Regions from separate parts of the Oryctolagus cuniculus genome. Here regions 1 and 3 are each linked to region 2. The links are chromatin contacts, called in public Hi-C and Micro-C maps. All regions are on one chromosome and are shown on one strand. Each heading gives the region's core, a stretch centred on a gene start, on an enhancer-like site or on the middle of the called end of the contact. The rest is flanking DNA. Distances are from core to core; before and after follow the strand shown.

Region 1 (2,700 bases), core at 182-2,681, 100 kb after region 2:
TCCCTTCTGGAAGTGGGGCCCTCGGCAGCCTGATGGGGACAAGGCCATGGGCCCACACACCCGGCATAGCTCAAGGCAAACCCAGGAGAGGGTGTGAGGTGGGAGAAGGGGAACCCCATTCCTTGACCCCAGCACACCAGAGTCGGGCACTCCTGCCCCAGCAGCTCGGCAAGTGACAGCTCTGCCCCCACCTCTACAGCAGCAACTTCAGGTGGGAAAGCAAGCCTGCCTCCCCCGAAAGAGAACCGTGAAGGAAAAACAGTGCTCACGCGGAGTGGTGTCCATCCTGACCTGAGTCTCTGCTCCTTGCCGACCTGCCACGGAGCCACGGGCGTCGGCACCTCCACAGGGACCCGAGTCTAGGCGGCTCACACCACCCCCGGGCACGCCCTGCACTGTGCCCACGTGTGGCTTGCATTGAGAAAGTGACCAAGGACTCAGAGAGGGACGTTCCAGTAGTATCCATGTTTCCTTAAAGTCCAAACGGTAGGATGCTCGTGACAATTCAAGTTTTCTAAGTTAGGAGTCTGGTGGTAGGAGATCCAAACCTTGGGTCTTAGGATAAGGCTTTCTGCATCAGAGAATTAGACGTGAGCCCCCAGGTGGAAGAAAGAACCACCCAGAACGTCTTCCCAGGGCGTAACGGACACTTCCATTTTAAGACCATGAGCAGCAGCTTCCTGGGACACAGCGCTCACGTCCTACATTCCTAGTCCTGTCAGATGTTCCTAGTGCTCTTCCATTCTACACCTCCCAGAGGCAACCCACCTGAGCGGGGGTTAAATGCAAAAAGAGTCACAACCAAAGTCACCCAACGCAACAGAAAACAGCTCTAGCATTCAACCTTCACAGTCTGTGTTCAAGTTTCAGAGACACGCCAGGGAAGGAGTTAGACCTTGTGGAGAACCAGCGTGCAGTCCTCGCTCTCCTTGAACCGCGTCGACATCACCGTGTCGTCTTTGGCATGCACAGTCTTTGAGTAGAAGCTGACTATCTTGCCGTCCAGTTTGTACTGGTGAGGAATGCTCTCATAGGGCTTGAGGTCGAGGTCCAGCACAGACACGGAGAAGGCGAGCTGAGACCTCGACGAGGGGACCACGAGCCTCTGATCAGAGCTGCAAGTAGAAACGCAACTTGAGAATGCACACAACTGCCAAGTGCCCTCGTCCCACGCCAGCCACGCACACCAGCAGGTAGTGCCTACGGTGACTCCAAACCAGGCGAGACGGGGTTAAAGGATTAGCCAGAAAAGCAATCCTGCAGAGAACATGAGTGATATTCCCCACATCCCAGTGATATAAACGAACCCTGAGAAAGTCACTTCATCGTGAGCCAAGTATTACAAAACCTAAGAAGAAGTGGATGTGGCCACTCCGCAGGCGAGTGGGTGAGATGTCAGGAACAGACCTCTCTGAGAGCCGGGCTCCTCCATGCTTCTCCCGTTTGCAGAAAGGGATCTGGTGTCAAGCTTTGTTCTCAAACGCTATCTCCAATGCTCTGTATCTTCTCAGGGCTTAGTTCTGCGGCTTTTATAAACATCAGAATAGTCATGTGCTCGTAACAAAATATACTCAGAAGCACTTTCAGATTCACTCTGAATCTGCACTGAGATTTCTGTGTGTCCCACTCTGCTCTAAACACTCGGCATACAGGCAACATTCAAGAGATTGGCTAAATAGATTATATAAATTCAGTTTGGCTCAGAGAAGTATTCTCAGGTTCTGGTCCATGCTTATTACACTCTTCTAGATTTAGAAATCACTTTAAAAAGGAAAAAGAAAAAAACAAACCCAAGTTTCAAAAGCTCCTGCCCGGGAGAGGAGTGCAGTGAACACGCACGCGCCTGTTTCAACAGTGCTGTTCCACAGCTGCACGCACTCCACTCCTGCTCCAGATCTGTTTACAGGGAAAACTGACTTCCTGCCGCAGCTACGGGGTCACTACTCCCTCCTGAGCAGCAGAGAAGAGCAAGTAACTCAGGAGTCTGTGAAGGCCTGCAGTCTGCCTCCGGCAGCCAGAAGGCAAAGGTGGCTCATCCTGGCCCACGCAGCCCGAGGCCAGAAATCTGGGCTCAGTGCAACTGGGCTGGGCTAGAGTGGCCAAATCTCTGGCCCATGACAAGGACTGTGCATTTTATTTACTTTCAAAAATTACTTGTTTGAAAGAGAGGGAATTCCCTTTCACTGGTTCATACCCCAAATGCCCACAATGGCCAGAGCTGGGACAGGCCAAAGCCAGGGAAGCAATCCTGGTCTCCCACCTGGGTGGAAGGCATCCATTACGTGAGCCGTCCATTACATCACCACTGCCTCCCAACAAGTCTGCATTATCAAGAAGCAGGAACTGGAGGCGGTCATCACACCATGTATTCTGGTGCAGGATACAGTCATCCTAACTACCAGGCTGAACCCACCCCTGCTGTGTACCTTACAGGACACCTCAGTGCACCCCCCAACAAGTCAACAGGTATAAAGACAGCCCTGGGGAGGGCCAACCACCCTGCTCACCGTAAGCTCGCACGGGCCTGGGGCAGCCGCCAGTGCACGCCGGCCTGACGTCAAAAGGCTTTTCTGCTGACACTAGGGGGAGCTCCCAGGGACCTCCAGCAGCCTTAGCTACTGGGCATGGGCGAGCTTAGCGCTGCAGGGGCCTTGTCCCCATCTGGACAGCTGACCTTCGAGCACTCGCCAGCTGGGAGGG
Region 2 (2,700 bases), core at 82-2,581:
TCCAGGTTTAATCAAACATTTAGTTTGGGTTGAGGGAGGACAGATGAAATCCTTGAGCATGTTAAATTCTGACTGTGGAGTTTGTGCACAGAAATCTCTAATATAGAGCTAGTTTAACTATTGCTGATAAGTACTCTTTCTTGGCATTCTGAGAATTTCTATCCTGAGCTCTTTCTTGGAATTATGAGGATTTCTGTCCTAACTATCCAGTACCATTTTATTACATAAGAATAAGGAGGACATTTATTGAGGGAAAATATGGATATTTAAATGTGTAAATAAAAATTACATTTGAATTATTCACATTTTTAAATTACATTAGAAAAGTTTTATACTTTGAAAGAAATATTTACTGTTTTATTTAGTGTATCTGTGATATCCCTAAACTTCACTATCATTAATTATTAATGCTATTTTCCTAGAAGGACATATTAAAATTTTTATTTAAATGATTTTCTAAAATAAAATAAGTCAGGTTAACATTTATGGTAAAGCATATTGACAGGTTTTCACTTAGTTATAAATAGTCATAATTATATTTCAAATAAATCAATTATGCATAAACTAGATTAATTTTGAACACAAAGTTTAGGTTTGTGTTAAAGCTGCTGATTTTTAAGAAATCAGAGATAAGCTTTAAATTTTAATATAATTTACAGACATTTACTAGTAACATTAATGTCTCCTTAGCATTGACTATAAAGTAATTATACATGTAAGGCAGACATGAAAACATACCTTATTGAAAGAGAGTAGTCCTCTTGAAAGTAGAACTTACCCACCATGTACTACTCGTCTTAATATAAATGTTCCCAGGTACTGCTTAGGCAGCAGAGATGAGAAGGTGTTGCATTTAAAAGAAAAAGCACCCTGCAGCACAGCCTGGTGTGCTGCACCCTGGGTGATGCTCGAGTAAACTGCTGCCACAGATTAGTCCATGTTAGGACTGAGCAGTGAGATTAAAACTCGTTACTGCTCATATGTTTTCCATCACTGTCTGTATCGGAGCCAAGACTTCTAGCTACACTCTAGACGTCTACTGGAAGATTCTAAAAAAAAAAAGGAGGGGGAGGTGGGAGAGTTTAATAATGCATGGCAACCAGCCATTGAAAGTGCAGTCAGAGTCACTCAAGAAATACCTGATTTGAAAAAATACATAGAAAATTCTTAAGTGAATGAAGGCTTGTGAATTACAACTTTAAAAATCAGACACCCAATATAGACTAGTAAAACATTTCTCAATCTCAGTATTGAGTGCCAACATAATTGAGGTATAAACCCCAGCTCCAGAGGAACCTGAGCAAGGAGCCGTTCTCTTACTTTCTGCTAATGACTGGAGCTATTACATTAAGCACATTTCTCAAGACTTTTTTTTTAAAAAGCCTTTGGCAATAGAGGGCTATTAGCCAGCCACAGGCATTTTGGGAGAAACGGCACACCAGGCCCTGTGGCTACTGGCTGGCCTATAAAGTGTGGTATGAGACAGCTGCATGTGTCCAGGTGACTCCCTAGGACTCATCTAGCCACTCTCCCTCTGTAAGAGTGTATCAGGTGTGACAGTGCTGGTGATGATTTGAGAGCAGGAAGGTGCCATGCTCGGAAGAAAATCCATATTTGTTCCAACTTTTCTACCCACCCCTAGAGATTGCCCAGGTCCTGCATCGGCTAAGACATGCTTCAATACAAGACAGTTTTCTACTCTAGTGACACTCGCTGGTGTAGGTGACCTGTGCATCACTAGACTGCTGTGTGAATTTGGATGCCTGCCTGTTTGTGAAGACCTCTTCCAGTGGGTTAGCAGAACTTCTTTCTTGTCATAAAGAATCTGAAGACCCGTGTTCCCAATCTCAAGAAATGGCCACAGTACTGAAGTGAGCCAGCTGTAGTCATGGAGGAATGTGTGGAGCGGGCAGTTGTATCTATTCCCCCCTCACTAAAATAAAAACTCAGCCCTACATCTGTATTCTGGCCCTCAGAAGGCCAGCCCTAAGCATAGCTCAGGACCCACTTCACCCCCACTGACCTGCGGATGGCAGCCATCCTATTTGGGGTAGAGTGCTCATGTACTGTTTGTGCAATTATGTTTTAGTTGCAAATTTCTCTGTTAACTTGATGAATTGAAACATCATGAAAGTATGAAGTGGATCTTACTAATCTTTGTATCCAGGGCATCCAACGTCAGCCCGAATTCCATCCTAGCTTAGTCATAAACAGGAAGCTTTGAGTAAAATCCAATGTGTGCTGCACAACGTGTTGTTTTGTTTTTAACTTTTTGTTGAAGAGTCTATTACAGAATAAAACATCATAATAGTACAGCCTAGTTAATTACACGCTGGTTCTTGATCCAGAAATCCCAGCTCTCCTGAATCTCTCCTCATCCCCCAGAAAGCCACTGCCTGACATCACCCCCCCTAGATTATTTCCTAGACTTTGTGTAAATAGAATCATACTTTATATTTTCTCTTGTATCTGGCTTTTTCATTCAACATCATATTTTGAGACCCGTCCATGCCATTGTGGTCAGCAGTAGTTCATTCTCGTTACTGTATTGTATTCCATTGTAGGAGTATGCCACGAATAGTTTATAAATTCAGCAGCGTTAAGTTCCTTTTGAAGAGCTGCTATGAACATTTTTAATTATATTTTGGGATTATATATGTGCATTTTTGTGCTATAGTTAAAAATTAAGAAATTTCAACT
Region 3 (2,700 bases), core at 160-2,659, 84 kb after region 2:
CACTCCCCAAATGGCCGCCACAGCCGGAACTATGCTGATCCGAAGCCAGGAGCCAGGTGCCTCCCCATGGTCTCTCATGGGGGTGCAGGTACCCAAGCACTTGGGCCATACTCCACTTTCTTCCCAGGCCACAGCAGAGAGCTGGACTGGAAGAGGAGCAGCTGGGACAGAATCTGGCGCCCATATGGGATGCTGGTGCTGCAGGCAGAGGATTAACCCAGTGAGCCATGGAGCCAGCCCCCACTCCTGGGGATTTTTACTAAGGCTTTCCTTTTTGCCAGGTGCCCCGGGCGACCTCCACACTGACTCTATCCATTTTTACCTAATATTTAGGATATTTGTAATTAGTTTAAAACAGTGTACTCATCTAATAAACACAAGCTACACAGTATTATCCCAACTCCCTCCAAAAGAGTCGATTATTTCTTCTCCCTAAGAATGTGGAAGTTGGCCCTTCAGGAGACACATTTCCCTTTGGCACCTGCCTTGCTGTGTAGACTGTGATTAGGTAAACGATTCCACATGTCCATAACATGTTAGCGTAAGCCAGGCGTTTAGGAGCACTTTATGAGAACATCGCCATCGTGTTCATGTACAAAGGGTATGGAGCAGAAAAGATGAAAAAAAAATTTTGCAAATGCTCCCTGGCAGGCATTGAGCCAGCCCTCTGCTGAGATGGTAGGGGTGAGCACATGTCAGTCTTAACATAATTGATTGCTAACCACTTTTTCTTGAGACTTTTTTTCAGACTCTAGCTTTGGTTTCTTTCAGTGCATCTTCTTGCTTTCTAAGAGACAGTGAAACACAGCTGGTTAGTATTTAGGACTCATGACATTTTACATAGAGAATCTCCTTTCTATTACAAATGAGCGAATAAGTGCTCTGCTTATTCATGACACTTGATTTTAAAGAACGGCATAGATCTTTTTATTTAATGCTGAAGAATAACTTTTAGGAAACTAGAACTTGTCTTTTAGCTGTTTTGTCTTTAAGAAAAAAGCAGACAGCTTGACTGTCCTGGCACTCACTCTCTTGTTTCCATCCTGCTGTTGGCCAGGGCTGCATAATCAAAGTTGGTTATGCAAGCCGCCTGGTCCCTGGGGCTCTCGTCCCTCTCCAGCCCTCAAACTTCAGGTCTTTGTTTCCAAGTAAAGCTAAGAACTACAATCCTTTTCCATTTCTTTGGTCAGCCTTGGCTTCTGGAAATTTGTATGTTTCTTCAAGTGTTATTTTAAAATTACAGGTTAGATGAATTATTAGTAGAGGGAGATTTTGGAAGACTAGTAGAAAACTCACAAATATAAAATGTCTACAACTAAAGATCTTCACCTAACAGATTTCTGAGCAGTGGCTTTGGGCCCATTTATCTCAAACATGATGTAACTAATTATAGTTGAACAAAAATCATGTGGGCCCCTAGTCTCAGAAATATTAAGCAATTGAAGTTTTGTATATATGAGCCATGAGGGAGTCAACGTCAAAATCTCCATCTTTTCAGATAATGTTAAGTCTTTCTGCACATTGAACTATCAAGAAAATGGGAATGCACTGAAACCTAGAGCACAGAGGAAAATAATCAAAAATCACTGTGCATGAGGTATTACCTTGAGGGGGAAAAATCCAAAATATAATTATTGAAAAGTATGGCCCCCAAGTGCCGGCACTGTGGCATAGTAGGTTAAGCTTCTGCCTGCAGCACCGGCATCCCATATGGGCACCAGTTCGAGTCCTGGCCACTCCACTTCCAGTCCAGCACCCTGCTGATGACCTGGGAAGGCAGCAGAGGATGGCCCAAGTGCTTGGAGCCCTGCACCCAGGTGGGAGACCCGGAGGAGGCTCCTGGCTCCTGGCTTCGGATTGGCCTAGCTCCAGTTGTTGCAGCCATTTGGGGAGTGAACCAGCAGATAGAAGATCTCTCAGTCTCTGTCTCTTCCCTCCCTCCCCACGCCTCTCTCTCTCTAACTCTGTCTTTCAAAAAAAAAAAAATCTTTAAAAAATAAAAAAGAAAGGTATGACCCTGTTACTTTTGACCCTGAAAAAAACATAGTGGCTGCTCCCCATACAGTGTTCTGGACACCTCAGCTGAGATGGGCTTGCAGATCGGTAGTTCTAATCCAGGAGGATCACAGGAAACAAGCTAGACGATATGTTCTTTACCAAATCCTGGGGAGTTTCCCCAAGGATAGATAGAGCAGACCTAGAAAAGATCCCGAGACAGGAAGTCAAGCCACCAGCACAGCCACAGGCCTCCTGGATGAGAAACGAAAAAAGATTTCTCCAGCCAAAACGGTAGTAGTAGCCAAGGGAGGCGTTTTGACACCATGGTTTTTCTATTATAAATTTCATTTATTTCCTTTTTGAAGATTTATTTATTTCAATGGCAGAGTGACAAGGCTAAGAGGTCTTCCATCTGCTGGTTCACTCCCCAAATGGGCCACGATGGCTGGAGCAGGGCCAGGCTGGAGCCAGGAGCCCAGAAGCTCATCTGAGTCTCCCACATGTGTGGCAGGGGCCCAGGCATGTAGGCCCTCTCCCACTGCTTTCCCTGGTGCACTGAAAGGAATCTGGATGAAAAGTCGAGCAGCCAAGACTCCATCTGGCACCCTGACGGCTGCTTAACCCTCTGTGCCACAACACCAACCGTTAGTTTACTTATGTCTTAATTGTCTACCTTTCTACCTTGACTTTTTGACTTTTTGT

Evidence for each region. A called contact is a pair of places that touch in the nucleus more often than the background predicts.
Region 1: a contact with region 2 is called in a Hi-C map of skin fibroblasts, with 1.7 times the contacts expected there. The contact joins the enhancer-like site here to the promoter of ASPN in region 2. A contact is called at or near these places in 2 of 6 Hi-C or Micro-C datasets (psoas muscle and skin fibroblasts).
Region 3: a Micro-C map of ear pinna shows a contact between it and region 2, with 3 times the contacts expected there. The contact joins the enhancer-like site here to the promoter of ASPN in region 2. A contact is called at or near these places in 2 of 6 Hi-C or Micro-C datasets (ear pinna and skin fibroblasts).

The regions. Positions count from the first base shown.
Region 1 is chr1:146,226,347-146,229,046 of mOryCun1.1, reverse strand. IPPK (inositol-pentakisphosphate 2-kinase) reads right to left here. Exons shown (of 13, transcript XM_002708226.5): 13 at 1-1,115. The coding sequence ends at 890. All of the region lies in intron 8 of CENPP (centromere protein P), which reads left to right. Among named protein-coding and RNA genes, the nearest start is that of ECM2, 44 kb to the left of the region's middle. Within about 2 kb of position 1,431, at least 3 of the 8 cell types and tissues checked have an H3K27ac peak or open chromatin away from gene starts, as enhancers often do.
Region 2 is chr1:146,330,008-146,332,707 of mOryCun1.1, reverse strand. It overlaps ASPN (asporin), which reads right to left and starts at 1,331. Exons shown (of 9, transcript XM_051859178.2): 1 at 739-1,331. All of the region lies in intron 5 of CENPP (centromere protein P), which reads left to right.
Region 3 is chr1:146,246,425-146,249,124 of mOryCun1.1, reverse strand. All of the region lies in intron 5 of CENPP (centromere protein P), which reads left to right. Among named protein-coding and RNA genes, the nearest start is that of ECM2, 24 kb to the left of the region's middle. Within about 2 kb of position 1,409, at least 3 of the 8 cell types and tissues checked have an H3K27ac peak or open chromatin away from gene starts, as enhancers often do. A contact at or near this core is called in ear pinna, where this site is marked.